Regions from separate parts of the Mus musculus genome. Here region 1 is linked to region 2. Evidence: chromatin contacts called from public HiChIP or PLAC-seq data. All regions are on one chromosome and are shown on one strand. The core of a region is the stretch at or near the end of the contact, and the rest is flanking DNA. Distances in the headings are between cores, read along the strand shown.

What was found. HiChIP or PLAC-seq counts read pairs in DNA pulled down with a chosen protein or histone mark.
Region 1: a contact with region 2 is called in an H3K4me3 HiChIP or PLAC-seq map of embryonic basal ganglia, with 4 times the contacts expected there. The contact joins two enhancer-like sites. A contact is called at or near these places in 2 of 484 Hi-C or Micro-C datasets (CD8 T cells and nephron progenitors), 4 of 115 datasets of contacts at active chromatin or transcription factors (embryonic basal ganglia, embryonic stem cells, forebrain and 1 more) and 1 of 9 other capture datasets (adipose tissue).

Annotation. Positions count from the first base shown.
Region 1 is chr16:90,654,169-90,658,027 of GRCm38.p6, forward strand. No RefSeq gene overlaps it. Among named protein-coding and RNA genes, the nearest start is that of Gm36169, 21 kb to the right of the region's middle. Within about 2 kb of position 2,518, at least 41 of the 459 cell types and tissues checked have an H3K27ac peak or open chromatin away from gene starts, as enhancers often do. A contact at or near this core is called in embryonic basal ganglia, where this site is marked.
Region 2 is chr16:90,405,399-90,409,166 of GRCm38.p6, forward strand. All of the region lies in intron 1 of Hunk (hormonally upregulated Neu-associated kinase), which reads left to right. Among named protein-coding and RNA genes, the nearest start is that of Hunk, 21 kb to the left of the region's middle. Within about 2 kb of position 2,498, at least 42 of the 459 cell types and tissues checked have an H3K27ac peak or open chromatin away from gene starts, as enhancers often do. A contact at or near this core is called in embryonic basal ganglia, where this site is marked.

The DNA.
Region 1 (3,859 bases), core at 1,268-3,767, 250 kb after region 2:
ACTTGATTTAAGTTCCAAAGCCATCTATGGAGACTTCCTTAGGAACATAAGTGTTTTCCAGAAACCAAGTCCACCTTCTACAACAGAAAAGCAACCACTGTTCAAGCTCCTGAGAGGAGAACGTCTCAGAATCTGAGGGCACTCACTCATGAACAATGTCAAATATGCTTCAGGACAGGGAACAAGTAAATACACTTGTTATGTCTCTAAAGGAGCCATGTGTGCAGTGCTAACATTCATTTCGAGGTTTATAGACAAAGATGTGTAAGAATACAACATGTGTGTATTCTGAACTTGATATTTTTTAAGATTAATTTTTAATTGTATATGCAGAGTTGTGTGCACACGAGTGTAGGAACTTGCAAAGGCCAGAGGCATTGGGGCCCCGGGAACTAGAGTTACAGGCAGCTGTGGGCTGCCAGACATGGGTGCTGGGAACCAAACTCAGGTCCTCTGCAAGATCAGTGCATGCATTAACTGCTGAACCACCGCTGAACTTGATCTTTGAAGCCCCTGTTTGTCTGTCTGTCTGTCTGTCTGTCTGTCTGCGTCTATTCAGCCTCACCTCCCTCGCGCCCATGAAAGCTGGCTGCATCATGACTGTCACTTCAGAAAACCCCAGCATCATGGAGGCCACATTCGGGAGTCCACCAACCTATCATTTTGACTCTAGAAGTCTGTGGACTCTGATGTCATTCCCCCAAACATGATTGCCTTGTTTGTACGCCCACTCACAGGACATTTTAAAAGACATCAGCAGGGGAAGCTAAGAAACTAGAAGTTTGTTTCCATACTGAGAGGATGAACAAGGAAATGACAAATAACCCAAATGCTGTCTTCTCCCTCACCGGAAACTCTGCCAGCCACCGACTAGAGCATGCCAGAGAGGGATTTCCGTGGGCTTTGCTCTGGAAAAATGGAACATTTGCAATCTTGGCCCAATCACTCCTCTTCTTCTCAGCCTTCTGAGATCAGGGTTTGATTTTGTAGCCCAGGCTGGTCTGAAGCACCCAGTCCTCCTGCCTCAGCCTCCTGAGGGTTGAGAGTTCAAGCCTGTGCCGCACATACCCAGTTAGTTGTGTTTCTTACGTTGACTGGGAGGGTCACACAGCTTTCCTGTCCTGGTTATTTTTCTCATGGTGACCAAATATCTAGCATGAAGCAATTTAAAAGAAGTGATATTTATTTTGGATTATGGTTTAGAGGTGTATAGTACACCAACATGGGGTAGGCATGTGGCAGGAGACTGAGTCCTCAGGTCACACTACATCTACAGTCAGGAAGCACAGTGCGAATGGAGGCCTAAGACCCCTGGGTCCCCTGTGGCCCACTATGTACATTGAGGTAGCACTTTTTTATTATTGTTATCGAAAATACATTCTTCTCTCATACAATACAGCAGGCCTCAGTTTCCCCTCCCTCCACTCCTCCAAGCTCTGTCCACCTCCCCGTTCCCAGATTCACTCCCCTTCCACTTCCCGCTAGAAAAGAGCAGGCCACCAAGATACAACAACCAAACAGGACAAAACAGGATACTATAAGACAAGGCAAAAGCCCTCATACTGAGGGTGGACGAGGTGACCCAACAGGAGGAAAAGAGGCCCAAGAGCAGGCAAAAGAGTCAGAGACACACTCACCTTCTCTGTTAGAATTCCCACAAAACACCAGACTAACCGCTACCTTAACAACACCGTGAGCAATAGGCCAGCCTTGCTACAGACCCGCCGAGGTTTCAGATGTCAGCTGTGGCATCCGACTATAGCACGTACAATACCACCAAGCTCTCTCTCTCTCTCTCTCTCTCTCTCTCTCTCTCTCTCTCTCTCTCTCTCTCTCTCTCTCCCTCTCTCTCTCTCTCTCTCTCTCCAGCCCAGTTTTTGTTTTAGATGATCAGGGACTTGCTATGTAGCTCAGAACAGCTTGGAAGTAATGATCCTCTTGCCTCATCCTTCCAAACACTGGGATTTCAGGGCTACCACCTCTTAGCCTCAAAGTGCAATTTCTGATGAGTGTTTATCTTGTCTACACCTTCGCCGTGCTAAAGAACTGTAAGTGGAACGATCCTAAGTCACGGATTGTCTGTACGGTGTTTTGTGAGGGCAAACATTATATTTTAGTTTCCAGATTAAAACAAGACGGGTCTGATGCATGCTAAAAGTAACTTATGTGTGTGTGATAGAGGGATGGAGAGGGAGAGGGAGAGGGAGAGAGAGAGAGTAAATCAGTCAATAGACTAGTTTTAAACAAAGTACCGTTGACACACGCAACATCATTCTCATTGCTGTCCTTTGTCACACCCTAAGCCCCTATAAGCACTAAATGGATAGAAATTCCTCTTCCATTCAAGGCAGTCACCGATGAAATAAACCATACATCCCTGTCTGGCTTTTCAGGCCTCAAGGAAAGCCCATTCTAAGTGAGAACAAAGGTTCCAGAGGAAGCGGCTTCACATACCACACAGCCCAATGATTGGCAGGCTGGTTATTAGGCCCGGTTAGCCTCATCTGGCCTTTTAAAGCGCAATATGGTACACATACCACGACATATGAACGCAGAACTCTCCGACAGGCCCTCTGCGGGAGACAATGGAGCTGGCAGCCGGCACCAGAGCGGCTGGGAGGGGAAGGCTCGGTTTCTGCTCATTAACATGTTTGACATTTGGTATCCAAAGGGAAGAACTAATAAATAACCCACCAACGATGACACGCTGCCGGGACAGCTTTTATTACCATCCAGTTAATCCCGCGCTCCAGCTCTGCCCTTTCAGGCCATCTGGCGTCCAGTTATTTACTTATTTTTATTTTCCTGGGGCTTGAACTTGGAACACTTGTCCCCTGCTAGTCTCACATCTTGAAGCCAGCTCTGACAATGGCCGGCTGGCTGGAGGTGATTTAACAGTGATGTCTGTAGAAAATGGAAGTGGGCAGAGACTTCAGCAGGTGACCTTGGAATTGGGGTCACGTGCATGGGATCAGATAGTCATCTCAGACGTCGTGTGGTGAAGGAAACCCACCCGTGATCACCTCTTCTCGGAACCAGTATGTATAGTCTCTGTCTCTCGTGGATACAACACACACAGGTCATCAACTCCCCAATAACATGATGTATTCTAGGGACATAAAAGAGAAGACTTTAGGGACCGTGAGAAGGCTCAGCAAATAAAGGCACTTGCTGCCAAGTCTGAAAACCTGAGTTCAATACCTGGGGCCCACGTGGTAGAGGGAGAGAACTGATTCTGAGACATTGTCCTCTGACTCCACACTTACAGCACAGCATGCATGCGCCCACACATATACTTACACATGTATACAAAAATAAGTACGGAATAAATAAGTACATAATAGTCTCTCTCTCTCTCTCTCTCTCTCTCTCTCTCTCTCTCTCTCTCTCTCTCTCTGCAGGCCAGGATAAGCACTCTCTCTTCAGACCAGGAAAGTGAGTAATCTCTCTCCGTCTCTCTCTGTCCCTCTCTGTCTCTTTCTCTGTCTCTCTCTCTTTCTGTCTGTCTCTCTCTCTGTGTCGCTCTCTCTGTCGCTCTCTGTCGCTGTTTCTGTCTCTGTCTCTCTGTCTCTCTCTCTCTTTCTCTCTCTCTGCAGGCCAGGATGAACGCTCTTTCCAAGATCAAAGCATGCTGGTACTTTGATCTTGAACTTCCGGCTTACAGAACTCTGATAAATAAATATCCCTTCTCTAAGTCCCCTGGTCTATGGCATTTTTGTGACATTTGTGACAGCAGCCCAGGATCCTTAGGAGTGCCAGCAACAGTTTCATAGATGCTGACAAGACACACAGAGAGGTGGCTGCTCAGAGCCACGGCAGTGCAGGAGCATCCGTTGTTGTATAGCTGATTTCTAGGATG
Region 2 (3,768 bases), core at 1,248-3,747:
TGTGTGTGAAAGAGAGATTGTATGTGTGTGTGAGTGTTGTGTGTGTGTGTGAGAGAGAGCGAGAGAATGTGTGTGTATGAGTGTGTGTGTGTGTGTGTGTGTGTGAGTGAGTGAGTGTGATTGTGTGAGTGAGCATATTGCTTTTGGGAGCACTTAATTAGCTTAAAGCATATTCATCATTGTGTTGGAGAACACATGGCAGTTATTTATGCTTTTCATTTAGATCCTCAGACCTGTTCTTAAACTTAAAGGTATTTAGAGGTCAGATTCCTTGAGCTAGCAAGACAGAGACCGCCCACTAGGTTTATCTGGACGACGGAGTTGACCTCTGAGGATAGAGGCGAGGGGGTGAAGAGGATCATGGGACACCTCTGCAGCAGTTACCCCCCCCCCCCCCCAGGGCAGGAATGCCTCTGGACGTGCAGGGACACACATGTCTGCATTCCTCAGCTTCCACACCCCTCGTATCTGCCTGTGCCATGAGCCTCTTGGCAGCCTCCATTCTCTGCCTGGGGAAGGGGCTTCTCTGTCCCCTGGTTCTTACTTTCTGCTCTTTTTAGGCATCTGGTGTGTTGTGTGTGTGTGGGTAGGTGGTGTCCCTTACCTTTCTAGGATTCATGACACCACACCAGGGATGATCACTGAACCTTCCTGGCCTCACCTCTTAGTCACCTTTATGGCCCTTTTAACGGTAGAGACTTCTTTCCAACAAGTAATTAAGAATGAAATTTATAGAGACTTCTGCCCCAGTGACCAGAGTTTTAGGGTTGGGGCTGCGTCGTCGGATGTGATTTTGATTTGATGGCTCCCACTTTCCTCAACAGGCAGCTGGACATTTCCAGTGTGTGCTGCCTTTAGCTGACCCCTGCTTAGAAGCCCCTGGAGCTCTTGAGACCTCCGCTGACAGCAGGGTCCTGGATAGGAGAATGGGATCTTGTACTGGAGTTTCCTGGAGTTCTGTTTCCAATCCCACAATGCCCTCATCCTCCCCTCCCACAAGGCCATTTTGCTCTTGTACCTCTCTGGCTGCATGTGGCCGCCAGTTGTCCCAGGATGGAGACGGGATATTGTTTCCTGTTGCCTGTGGGACACGAACACGTCTTGAATTAAAGCTAATTTTGGAGTTTGAAGTATTAAATGTCAAATTTGAAAGAGAACATGTCTAAGACTTCTTTGTTGTAAAAAGGAAGGTTATCCAAGGCCTAGGGGAAGGGACGGGAAGAAAGAAGTGGGAAAAAGAAAAGAACTGGTTCCCTCGTCCCTGCACCATGACGCTCTGTCTGCACCCCTGGAAAAGGCACCCTTCTGATGAAGTCTGCTGTTTTAATATTTCTCTACCAAAAAGTCATTTACGATAAGGTAGCCTGAACTCTTTCCCCTTTTTGTTCTGTTTAAAATGACATCAAATCAGTTTGCTATAGTATTACTTAATACATAGAATGTATGGCTATGTATAAAATTAAGTATGGTTAAATAATTTTATTTTATTTATTTTTTAAGTGAAAAACCATTTGGCAGAGAGACTGAAGTGTCAGAGTGGTCAACACTGGGGAACTGTCCCAATTGTAATTGGACGAAAACAAGACACACAGCTATGGTGGTGAACTCCTTTCTGCTTTTGTAGTTGTGAGCATGCATGTGTGTCTCTCTGTGGATGTGTGTATGTGAATGCCTGTGTCTGCAGATGCCAGAAAGCAGCATCGTATCCCCTGGGGCTGACATTACAAGTGGGTGTGAGCTTTCTAGTATGGGTGCTAAGAACCGAACTCAGGTCCTTCCTGTATAAGAGCAGCCAGTGCTCTTCTCTGCTGGGCCATTGTCCTCCCTCCCTCCCTCCCTCCCTCCCTCCCTCCCTCCCTCTCTCCCTCCCTCCCTCCCTCCTTCCCTCCCTCCCTCCTTCCCCCTCTCCCTTCCTCCATCCTTCCCTCTCTCTCTCCCTCCTTCTCTCCCTTCCTTCCTTCTTTCTTTTCCTCCCCCCTCCTTCCAACTCAAACATCTATAGGTACTTTCTACATGTAGAGTTTGTGCTAACCACCTGTGTGGGCTTTTTACAAATTAGAGACAGCTCAGCTGTGTTAGGAACACAGCTTTATCAAACTGTAAGTAAAAACCGGCCAGTGTCAGTCCTGGCCTCTCTCTGCTTTGGCAAAGCCTATTTTGTGGCTTCCTCTAGAATAGGCAGCGAAGGAGGGGGGAGACTCTGGAAGGGAACCATGTTCAGTGTGTGTTGCTCACTGTCCAACAGACCGGACATACCCCATCTTCTGGAACAAACAGAGTCTAAAAGAAACCGCCGTGGGCCTTCTGACCTGCTGCCTTCTCTCTTGAGTCTTCACTCACCAGGATACTGGAGGGACTCAGGGCTCAGACTTGTAGTGTGGCAGGAGTTCCAGACACAATTCAAACAAGGTGTGAGAGACCTCAGTCTGTGTATTTGATGAAGAAAAATCTCAAAGTGCTGCTCAGCCCCCCTCACTCCGCATGGTTCCGTCCATGGATGAATGAACATGGTGACAGTTTAATCAGGGCTGTGACGGTGACATGCAAGGGGAGAGAATGGAAAGGCAGAGCCTCTGAACTGGGATTTTTTTTTCTTTCTTTCTTTCTGGGAAAGGAATTTGGTGGTTTTGGGTTCCTTTGGTGTGTAACCTGAGAGGCTCATCCATCTCTTTGTGACAGAGGAACATTTTGGTGTTGCGAATGCAACTTCTGATTTATCACACGCAGCTGCGTGGGCCGCGTCTCCCTGGTGCCTCCCTGTGCCCAGGAGCAAGCCCAGTCACTCAGCAAGGCTTTGCCTTCCAGAAAGGCTTGAGAGCTGGGGCTCTGTGTGCTTAGGTGGCTGCTGGGGACTGTCACTCTGGGCATGTGTACAGGGAAGCTCAGATGACGGAGGGGGACACCTGGTCCCTCTCCAGTCTTGCATTTGCATTTGTCAAGGCTGAGTTGGCCCCCCCGCTAAAATTGCTTTATTACAGTCTGAATTCTTAGTACCTCTGAATGTATCTCAGGTTGTCTTTAAGAAGGAAGGAAAACTGGAATCATATGGACTGCCCTAATCCAATGCAGTGCCTTCTCTTCCAAAAGAGGAAACTTGGGTAGAGATGTGCGCACACAGAGACAAGACCAGAGGAAGAAGAGACTCGGGGTAGCCATCTACAGCTGGGGAGAGAGAGAGGCCTCAGCAGAAATCCACTCTGTTTGCATTGTGGGCTTCTGACCCTTCTAACTGGGAGACAGTGCATTTCTGCCGTCTAAGCTGCTCAGGGTTTTGTGATAGCAGCAGACAGACACCGTGCTTACACGCTCCGAATGCCAAAGTCGTTGCACCCGTCACAGCGGACAACTTTGGCTGGTTACTGAGAGGGTTTTCGAACTAGATCCTCCCACCTCTTCCTTCTTCATGCAGGAAGCTTTTGGGTTCCCCTCACAGCCTTCCCCTCACTTCACTCTGCTCTATGATAAATTCATCAGGTCCAAATGCTGCAGCGCCTGTTCCTAGACACAGCATCCTCATGGTGGAAGGAACGGAGCTTGCTCATCAGGCCCTGGTTTGGTTCTGTGATAGAAAGCGCAGGGCTGTCTGATTGGGTAGCGGGAGGGGAAGGATTCCTCTCTAAAGAATGAGAGGAGCCTGAGGCAGGAGGATTGCCAGGGGTGCTAAACCAGCCTGGGCTCTGTGGTGAATCCACTCTCTCATCTCAGGGGGAAAGAAATCCCTATTGAAAGAATGAAGTATTTTAAGTTCGTTAGAAACTCTTCAAGGGC